2 separate regions of the Macaca mulatta genome follow, and region 1 is linked to region 2. Evidence: chromatin contacts called from public Hi-C data. All regions are on one chromosome and are shown on one strand. The core of a region is the stretch at or near the end of the contact, and the rest is flanking DNA. Distances in the headings are between cores, read along the strand shown. Region 1 has its middle 28 kb from the start of ZC3H7A. Region 2 holds the start of SOCS1 (suppressor of cytokine signaling 1).

The links. Hi-C and Micro-C count contacts between places; a contact is called where the count stands out from the background.
Region 1: a Hi-C map of CD4 T cells shows a contact between it and region 2, with 5 times the contacts expected there. The contact joins the enhancer-like site here to the promoter of SOCS1 in region 2. A contact is called at or near these places in 3 of 14 Hi-C or Micro-C datasets (CD4 T cells, fetal cortex germinal zone and liver).

The regions. Positions count from the first base shown.
Region 1 is chr20:12,955,991-12,961,243 of T2T-MMU8v2.0, forward strand. No RefSeq gene overlaps it. Among named protein-coding and RNA genes, the nearest start is that of ZC3H7A, 28 kb to the left of the region's middle. Within about 2 kb of position 2,656, at least 13 of the 40 cell types and tissues checked have an H3K27ac peak or open chromatin away from gene starts, as enhancers often do. A contact at or near this core is called in CD4 T cells, where this site is marked.
Region 2 is chr20:12,410,347-12,415,437 of T2T-MMU8v2.0, forward strand. It overlaps SOCS1 (suppressor of cytokine signaling 1), which reads right to left and starts at 1,675. Exons shown (of 2, transcript XM_001104595.5): 1 at 1,546-1,675; 2 at 1-995. The coding sequence starts at 945. The coding sequence ends at 304.

The DNA.
Region 1 (5,253 bases), core at 1,406-3,905, 550 kb after region 2:
GGGAGGCTGAGACAGGAGAATCACTTGAACCCAGGAGGCAGAGGTCACAGTGAGCCAAGATCACGCCTTTGTACTTCAGCCCGGGCAAGAAGAGCAAAACTGTGTCTCAAAAAAAAAAAAAAAAAAAATTAAATAAAAAAAAAATTAAACATGCTCTTTGACGATTCCCCAAGATGTGGATTTGGGAAATGCATTACAGAATAGAAAGGAGCAAAAACACAGATTAAGGGAACCTGATATGCTGGGATACAGGGTCCAGGACCTTTGTCATTCAATATGTGAAAATATCAGGATGTGGCCGGGCGCAGTGGCTCAAGCCTGTAATCCCAGCACTTTGGGAGGCCGAGACGGGCGGATCACGAGGTCAGGAGATCGAGACCATCCTGGCTAACACGGTGAAACCCTGTCTCTACTAAAAAATACAAAAAACTAGCCGGGCGAGGTGGCGGGCGCCTGTAGTCCCAGCTACTCGGGAGGCTGAGGCAGGAGAATGGCGTGAACCCGGGAGGCGGAGCTTGCAGTGAGCTGAGATCCGGCCACTGCACTCCAGCCTGGGCGACAGAGTGAGACTCCGTCTCAAAAAAAAAAAAAAAAAAAAAAAAAGAAAATATCAGGATGTGCAAGTGAGAAACTACTTAAAACCTTAAAATCAGAAGATCACTCCCCACCGACACCACAGATTAGAAGATAAGAATCACCTCAAAGGAAGCTGCTGTCGAGCTCCTTTAATTCAACTAACCAACAATATTATGCAACTGCTTTTTAAAATTTATTTATTTATTTATTTATTTTTTTTTTTTTTTTGAGGCGGAGTCTTGCTCTGTCGCCCAGGCTGGAGTACAGCAGCGCCATCTCGGCTCACTACAAGCTCCGCCTCCCGGGTTCACGCCATTCTCCTGCCTCAGCCTCCCGAGTAGCTGGGACTACAGGCGCCCGCCACCTTGCCCGGCTAATCTTTTGTATTTTCAGTAGAGACGGGGTTTCACTGTGTTAGCCAGGATGGTCTCGATCTCCTAACCTCGTGATCTACCCGCCTCGGCCTCCCAAAGCGCTGGGATTACCGGCATGAGCCACCCCACCCGGCCAGCAACTGCTTTTTTTTAAAAAAACATGTTCAAGGATCATACATTTTACTCAGATTTTTATATCATTTGGCAGGGAGCCAAGGCATATTAGGAAATTCACAGAAACCATAAACATAAAAAAATGTGTAAGTCCTCAGTTCAGTAACCACACAAATATTTCCAAGAACACATCCAAAGCCACTTTCCCTTCTGCAAAGCTGTTATAAAATGTACTTAGCACCAGGCACGTGGCCCATGCCTGTAATCCCAGCACTTTGGGAGGCCGAGGCGGGTGGATCACGAGGTCAGGAGTTCAAGACCAGCCTGACCAAGATGGTGAAACCCCGTCTCTACTAAAAATACAAAAATTAGCCAGGTGTGGTGGTGTGTGCCTGTAATCCCAGCTACTGAGGAGGCTGAGGCAGGAGAATCACTTAAACCCGGGAGGCGGAGGTTGCAGTGAGGCGAGATCACGCCACTGCATCCCAGCTTGGGCAACAGAGCAAGACTGTCTCAAAAAAAGATAATAAAATATGCTAATTTATCCACAAAATGTATGACAGTAGTTTGGCAACTTTTTTGCTGGAGGGTGTCAAAATCTAGCAATAAAGTTGCTCTAACCAGATTCAAACTAGAATATTATAGATCAAATCTAACCACTCAAATCTTGCCCAAGTCTTAGTGATTCAAATACCCTTTGGGTGCCAGTTCCCTTTCAGCACTCACTGGTATTTTCTTTCAAGGAATTATGAGTGTATATGTCAAGAATTTTTTGTCTGGGCGTGGTGGCTCACGCCTGTAATCCCAGCAGTTTGGGAGGCCAAGGCAAGTGGGTCACCTGAGGTCAGGAGTTGGAGACCAGCCCACCCAACATGGTGAAACACTGTCTCTACTAAAAATACAAAAAATTAGCTGAGCATGGTGGCAGGCACCTGTAATCCCAGCTACCAGGGAGGCTGAGGCAGGAGAATCAATCGAACCCAGAAAGCAGAGGTTGCAGTGAGCTGAGATGGTACCACTGTACTCCAGCCTGGGCAACAGAGCAAGACTCTGTCTCAAAACAAACAAACAAAAGAATTTGTTAGTTGTAAGAGACTGTTAAGTAGTGAACCCTAATTTAAAAAGGCTAAGGGGGCCGGATGCGGTGGCTCACACCTGTAATCCCAGCACTTTGGGAGGTCGAGGCAGGCGGATCACAAGGTCAGGAGATCGAGACCATCCTGGCTAACACGGTGAAACTCCATCTCTACTTTAAAAAATACAAAAAAATTAGCCGGGCATGGTGGCGGGCGCCTGTAGTCCCAGCTACTCAGGAGGCTGAGGCAGGAGAATGGCGTGAACCCAGGAGGCGGAGCTTGCAGTGAGCAGAGATCGCACCACTGCACTCCAGCCTGGGCAACAGAGCGAGACTCCCTCTCAAAAAATAAATAAATAAAAAATAAAAAATAAAATAAAAAGGCTAAGGGGAAGAAAGGAAATTTATGAGCTCACAGAACTTAATTGTCCAGGTAAGGTTCGTGTCAGTATCATCAGAAACTCAGGCACGCACTCTCCTTCTGTCAGTTCTGCTTTCCATTCTCAGGCAGACCCACCCCTTGGGGCAATGTAACTGCCAGCAGTTCCAGGCTTAGGTGGTATTTTCTCAGCAACTTACACAAAGCCTGGCTCTTACAAACATTTCCATAAAACCTGGACCTGACTCATTGGCCAGAACTGTGTCACACTGTCACCAGTGGAGGGTGTCCAGGTTCTTGACATTTGAACAAAGAATTGGACGACACGCACAAAGCAATGAAAGAAAAGCACAGATTTATTGAAACGAAAGTAACACTGCACAGAGTAGGGAGCAAGTTAGAGGAAGTGACTCAAGAACACTGGTTACAGAATTTTCTGGGGTTTAAATACCCTTCAGAGGTTTCCCATTGGTTATTTGGGGTATACATTATGTAAATGAAGAGGATAAGTGAAGCTACAAAGCTATTTACTTGGCATACACCCTATGCAAATGAAGAGGATGTTTCCTGCCATAGCTGAAGTGAAGTTACCTCATCTCTACTAAAAATACAAAAATTAGCTGAAGTGGTAGCGGGCATCTGTAATCCCAGCTACTTAAGAGGCTGAGGCAGGAGAATCGCTTGAATCCAGGAGGCAGAAGTTGCAGTGAGCCGAGATCAGGCCACTGAACTCCATCTAGAACAAAAAGCAAAAAACAAAAAAGGACAGTTAATTGGGGGGTTTTCCCTTTTATTTCATTCTAGGAAGTTTGTTTGTTTGTTTATTGAGACAGAGTCTCACTTTGTTGCCCAGGCTATAGTGCAGTGGTAGGCTCTTGGCTCACTGCAGCCTCTGCCTCCCAGGTTCAAGCAATTTTCCTGCCTCAGCCTCCCAAGTAGCTGGGATTACAGGTGCTCACCACCATACCAAGCTAATTTTTCTATTTTTAATAGAGATGGAGTTTCACCATGTTGGCCAGGGTGGCCTCGAACTCCTGACCTCAGGTGATCCACCCACCTCGGCCTCCCAAAGTGCTGGGATTACAGGTGTGACAGCCACCACGCTCAGCCGAGTTCTAGAAAGTTTTTAGGTTCCCTGCCTCCAGACCCCATTCTCCTGCCTCAACATGACCATCCTGAATCAATCATCCAGGCAGGGCAGGTTATACAGTTTTGTTGTAAACAGTTATGTTAAGGCCGGGTGTGGTGGCTCACATCTGTAATCCCAGCACTTGGGAGGCCGGAGTGGGCAGATCACTTGAGGCCAGAAATTCCAGACTAGCTTGGCCAACATGGTGAAACCCCATCTCTACCAAAAATACAAAAATTACCCAGATGTGGTGGCATGCACCTATAACCTCAGCTACTCAGGAGGCTGAAATAGGAGAATCGCTTGAACCCAGGAGGCAGAGGTTGCAGTGAGCTGAGATTGGCCACTGCATTCCAGCCTGGGCAACAGAGCCAGACTCTGGACAAAAAAAAAAAAAAAAAAAAAAAAAAAAAAAAAAAAAGAACAATGCTCCTTGATAGGTGCTGTTCTACAACACAGAGACTAAGGGGAATTGAAAGATAATCCTCAAAGATTTCCAAATGTTGGCTGCGTGCAGTGGCTCACGCCTGTAATTCCAGCACTTTGGGAGGCCGAGGTGGGCAGATCACCTGAGGTCAGGAGTTCGAGACCAACCTGGCCAACATGGTAAAACCCCGTCTCTACTAAAAATTCAAAAATTAGCCGGGCATGGTGTCTTGCCTCTCTTGTCCCAGCTAGTCAGGAGGCTGAGGTGGGAGAATCGCTTGAACCCAAGAGGCAGAGGCTGCAGTGAGCCGAGATCGCACTACTGCATTCGAGCCTGGTTTCAGAGTGAGACCCCATCTCAAAAAAAAAAAAAAGATTTCTATGTGGCACGAAGGCTTTTGGACGATATGTAAGTCAAAAAGAATGCATGTGACATCTTGTATTTAGTTATGAAAAGCAAGTGTTTGTTGAATAACATGTATGTCGTGATTAAGATGTCAGGGTAAGGCCAGGCATGGTGGCTCACACCTGTAATCCCAGCACTTTGGGAGGCCGAGGTGGGCGGAGATCACGAGGTCAGGAGATCAAGACCATCTGGCTAACATGGTGAAACCCCGTCTCTACTCTCTACTAAAAATACAAAAAACTAGCCAGGCGTGGTGGCGGGCGCCTGTAGTCCCAGCTACTCAGGACACTGAGGCAGGAGAATGGCGTGAACCCGGGAGGTGGAGCTTGCAGTGAGCTGAGATCATGCCACTGCACTCCAGTCTGGGTGACAGAGCGAGACTCCGTCTCAAAAAAATAAAGATGTGAGAGATCTGATCAGCTGAGGAGAAACTAAAGCAGAAGACAAGTGATCACTGATAAGATCAGAGAAGAGGCCAGGAAACAATATGCAGAGCCAAGGAATGAAAAATATGCAGTAAGACGTAATCGGGGGTGTGGGGGGAGCGGGGCGCAGTGGCTTATGTCTGTAATCCCAGCTACACAGGAGGCTGAGGCAAGAATTGCTGAACCCAGGAGGCTGAGGTTGCAGTGAGCTGAGATCGCGCCACTGCGCTCCAGCCTGGGCCACAGAGCGAGACTGTCTCAAAAAACAAAAAAGATGTCATCAGCCAGGAAACAAAACTTCCCTCAAAGAAGCTAAAGCTAAGTTAAATGTGTTTGCAAACTGGCAGTT
Region 2 (5,091 bases), core at 425-2,924:
AAGAGGTAGGAGGTGCGAGTTCAGGTCCTGGCCCCAGATACAGTTAAGTTAAGCTGCTACAACAACCAGGGGGACCCCGAGGGAGCACCAGGAGGGGGAGAACCCCCTCAAGAGGTGAGAAGGGGTCTGCAGCCTCGTCTCCAGGCCTCGTCTCCAGCCGAGGGCGGGAGGCGCCTTGCCCCTACACCCACCCGCTCCCTCCAACCCAGGCAGGGGAAAGGTACCCACCCCGTAGCTCCAGGCAAATAACAGAAAATAACACGGCACCCCAGTTAATGCTGCGTGCACGGCGGGCGCGGCCGGTCAGATCTGGAAGGGGAAGGAGCTCAAATAGTCGCGGAGGACGGGGTTGAGGGGGATGCGCGCCAGGTTCTCGCGGCCCACGGTGGCCACGATGCGCTGGCGGCACAGCTCCTGAAGCGGCCGGACGCGGCGCTGGCGCAGCGGGGTCCCCAGCATGCGACGCGGCGCCGCCACGTAGTGCTCCAGCAACTCGAAGAGGCAGTCGAAGCTCTCGCGGCTGCCGTCCAGGTGGAAGCGGCCGGCCTGGAAGTGCACGCGGATGCTCGTGGGGCCCGAGGCCATCTTCACGCTGAGGGCGAAGAAGCAGTTCCGCTGGCGGCTGTCGCGCACCAGGAAGGTGCCCACGGGCTCGGCGCGCAGCCGCTCGTGTGCTCCGTGCACGCTCAGGGGCCCCCAGTAGAAGCCGCAGGCGTCGAGAAGCGCGCTGGCGCGCGTGATGCGCCGGTAATCGGCGTGCGAACGGAACGTGCGGAAGTGCGTGTCGCCGGGGGCCGGGGCCGGGGCCGGGACCGCCGGGCACGGCCGCGGGCGCGCTGGGGCCGCGGGCGAGGAGGAGGAAGAGGAGGAAGGCTCTGGCCGCCGTCGGGGCTCTGCTGCTGTGGAGACTGCATTGTCGGCTGCCACCTGGTTGTGTGCTACCATCCTACAGGAGGGGCCAGCCGGAGGGGTGGGCCATAGCGTCCGGGGGTGCGCTGCGGGGGAGACAAGGCGGTGAGCTGGGGCGCTGCGGGACCGGGCAGGTGAGCGCCCGCCGGGCAACTAGGGAGGGCGGCGCTCCCGGTGGATCCGGCCCTAGGGGGCGAGCGCGGAGCACCAAGTCCGCGCGGCACCGTTCAGCCTCAGTGGGCACAGCTAGAAAATGGGCTCTGTACTCCGCGGAACTCTTCCCGGCGGGTGGGGGCTCGGTGGAGGCGGAGTCCGGCCTCCAGGCAGCACCGAGAGGGGGGCGTGGAGAGCAGCCGGCTCCGGCTCCAGCCGTCCGGCCCCGGCTCGCCGCCCCGCGCCCGCCGCCTGCTGGCGAGGCTAGGACCCGCGCCTGGTCCGGGAGATTTGGGCTAGGACCAGAGAAAGGCTGTGCTGTGGGAGACCCGCGCGCGGGGGGCTGCCTGGGTGGGGCCGGCGGGGGCAAGGGGCGTGCCAGTCGCGACCCCATCCTGCAGCCCCCGAGGCCCGCCCGACTCCTGGCTGCCCTGGACTCCCCTTCCTCCTCCCTCCCGCCTCCTCGCCCAGGGCCCGGCTCACCTGGCGGCGGGGCGCGGGGCGCCGCGGGCGGGGCAGCGGGGGGCTCCGGGACGCTCCGGGGCGGCTCTCGCGCATGCTCCGGGACCAGGAGCCGTGCAGCTGCCACGGCCGCAGCTCACTGTGCTCGGCGCCCGCCCCTGCGCCAGTCTTTTAAACCAGCTGGGAGGCGGGGCTAGCGACGGCGGGAGGCCCCGCCCCCCGCAGGCCCCGCCCCCAGCTCCACTTTCGGTTTCTCTTTGTGCCGTGGCGTCCGGCGGGGACCGCTCGGGCCGTCTGCACCCCTCCTCTGGACCCTCTCGCGGGGCCCTCTGCCCGCCTGTTCGCACCTGCCCCAGCACCCGTCCCTCGAGGGCCCCTGGCCCCGACCCTGCGCCTTCTGGCCACTTCTCGGACGCCTCTTTCGGACTTGGCGACCCCGCTTTTGCCCCGCTACCTCGGGTTCCACTTTCTGCCGCCAGGCCCTATTGGGACGCTCCCTGACACACCCTCCTCCACCCCAGGTGTCTCCACACCCGCCGGGGACAGAGCCCTGTCCTCTCCTCCCTTGCAGCCAGATCCCCCCAGGAGACCACAGAACCTGTCCCCAACCCTGAGCCTGACGCCACCCCTAGACCCCTTCCTAGCCCCTGCTTCAGCCGCCATCGACTCCCTCAGTCGCCCTCCCTCCTGTCCCGAAGCCCTGCCGGCCGCTGCCTCTGGTCTTGGCTCGGGCTTCCCGGGAAGCAGCGGCCTGACCACAAGCTTCAGAGGAACCCTGGTGGCGCGGGCGCCTCCACCCCGGCCCAGTTCCTCGGAAACTGGGCGGGGCCGGGCAAGGTCCCTGGTGGCCTCGACTGCCCTCCCTGCACTCCCACTACCCGGCAGCGGAAGAAACTGAGGCCAGGGAGGGGCTGGGATTTGCAATGGCTTGCAGATAGGGAGCTCTGGACCTGGATCCCGCCTTCCCCGTCTTCATTTTGGGGAGAGGAGCAGCTGGACGACATCAGATTGGAACCCAGTGAAGAAATGGTGCATTCTCAGACGTGATGAATCCCAAAACCTGGTTTCCTATCCCTCATCTCCCTCGACCCCTTCCTCATAGATTTCCCCTTCCTACTGCTCCGTCAAGCATCTGCCCTTCAAAGACTGCCTTCCCACCACACACACACCCGGAGCTTGGGATGGTGAGCGGTCGGTGGTCAGGGCTGTCTTTTGCACGTTTTGGTGATTTAGTGATTCCCATTGTCGTGCGAGGCCATGGAGTAGGTGCCTGGCTGCTCCGTGTATTTTTGAATGAAGGCATGTGGGGAGCCCCAGCATCACAAGGGGCCACACAAAAGCCTGGGTAGGCTGGGGACTTGGTGACTGGTCTCACACTGGGGCACACTGCCCTCTACAGACAGCTCTCAGGTGACAGCCCAGACAGCTTCTCCCCTGGAAGTCCTGGTGGCTGGTCCTTCTTCCCGCCTCCTTGGCCCCAGGATGCCTTCTTCCCCAGGCAGAGCCTAGGTCTTTATTCACCTCCTGAGCACAGGGGGTGACCCAGAATCAGCCTGGCTTAGCACCCCATCAATACCCTGAATCTGCGTTTGGCCAGGGCTAGTGGTGGTCATTGATGTAGCCTCCTAGGTTGTGCGTGTGTAAGAGGTAAGAGAAGATGCAGAGCTTTGCCTGCACCAGAGGTCAGGTGTGTGATCATTCGAGAGATGTCCACTGAACATCTGCTGGGGGCCACACTCTGCGGTGGGTAATGGAATTACAAGGAGACCTAGCTCCAACTCTGCACCTTTCTATTCTTGTGACCTTGAGCGTGTGATTAATCTCTCTGCCATGGTTTCTTTATCTGTGAAATGGGGATAATAATAGTACCTCTAGCAGGGCACAGTAGCTCATGCCTATAATCGCAGCACTTGGGAGGCCAAGACAGGAGGATTGCTTGAGCCCAGGAGTTTGAGAACAAGCCTGGGCAACAAAGTGAGACCCCCTTCTCTACAAAAAAAAAAAAAAAAAAAAGTACAAAAATCAGCCAGGCATAGTGGCTTGTACCTGTAGTCCCAGCTACTTGGGAGGCTGAGGCAGGAGGATTGCTTGAGCCCAAGAGGTCGAGGCTGCAGTGAGCCATAATTTCATCACTGCACTCCAGCCTGGGCAACAGAGTAAGACCCTGTCTCAAAAAGAAAAACACAACACTACCTCCCTCCTGGGGTTGTGTGGGAATTAAATGAGTGAATACGGGGTCAGGTGCTTAAAACAACCCATAGCGTATAATCAGCACTCGGTAGATGTTTGCTGCTGTTGTTCATCCGAGTGTGCCTGTGGGTGTGGCTGTGTGTTGGAGCCCACAGACACATGGCTTCAACCCCTGTGTCCATTTTTTCAAAGAGATGGAGTGTTGCTGTGTTGCTCAGGCTGGAGTGTAGTGATAGGATCGAGGAGGCACTATAGCCTCGACCTCCTGGGCTCAAGAGATTCTCCCATCTCAGCCTCCTGAGTAGCTGAGACTACAGGCACATGCCACCACACCTGGCTAATTTTTTAAATTTTTTGTAGAGATGGGGTCTCACTACATTGCCCAGGCTGGTCTTGAACTCCTATCCTTAAGTGACCCTCCTGCCCTGGCCTCCCAAAGCACTGCCTTATAACCCCTAGTCCAGGGACCACAGGCCCGGGAAGGCACAGCAAGGGAGCAGGGAAGCTTCTAAGGGTACACTCAGCACACGTGGGTTCTCCTCACTGCCACCAGTGACAGACAGCTTTGGTTTCATTTTCTAAGTCCTGTGTTCAAAATGAAACCAAATCCAGATGCTGAAAGAGAAAAAGAAATCTGCTGATTGACAAGCATCCGCCTTGTGGGCTGTTCTCCCTGGAGGGCTGGGCACCAGACTCACAGGAAGCCAGGCAGTGCGAAACCCTGAGGGGACTCAGAGTGCTGGGCAGGATGGGACCAGGCTCTGACCCCAGACCTGCTGCATGACCTTGGGCAAGCAGTCTGCCCTCTTGGTACCTCATTTGCCCCAACTGCAAAGTGAGCTCTGAACGTCTCGTACCTCACAGAGCAGCCAGACATGCAGAGCCAAGGGCAAAATGCCAGGCATGGAGTCGATGCTTGGCACAATGACCTCTTGTCACAGGGCGGATAGACCAACCCTATGTCCACAGCTTGCTAAACCACAGCCAGAGCCAGATGTGTGGGAACATTCTCCTCCCTACTTTGGCAGGTCCTCGAACCCCATATGCGAGGGGCCCAGCCAGCATCTAGGGGAAGTCAAGATCCTGATGGTTTATGGCACTCAGCTTTTCAGTTTCTCTTTCTGGCTTTGGTGGCGCCTTGCTGGGAAAAGCAGCTCCTGGTCAGGGTGTGTAATCGGGAAACTGGTCTCTGCCCTGAAATTCCTCAGCCCTCCTTTTCCTCTAACCCATGTGTCAGCGAGGATCCCATGGGAGTCTGTGCCCCTGGGAGCCCCGAGCAGTAGGGCTCACATTGTGGATTCTGCTGACCGCTGGTCTGAATTAAAATGGGTCATTTCATAAGCATGTGGCCTGGGGCCAGCTTCTTAGCTTTTCTGT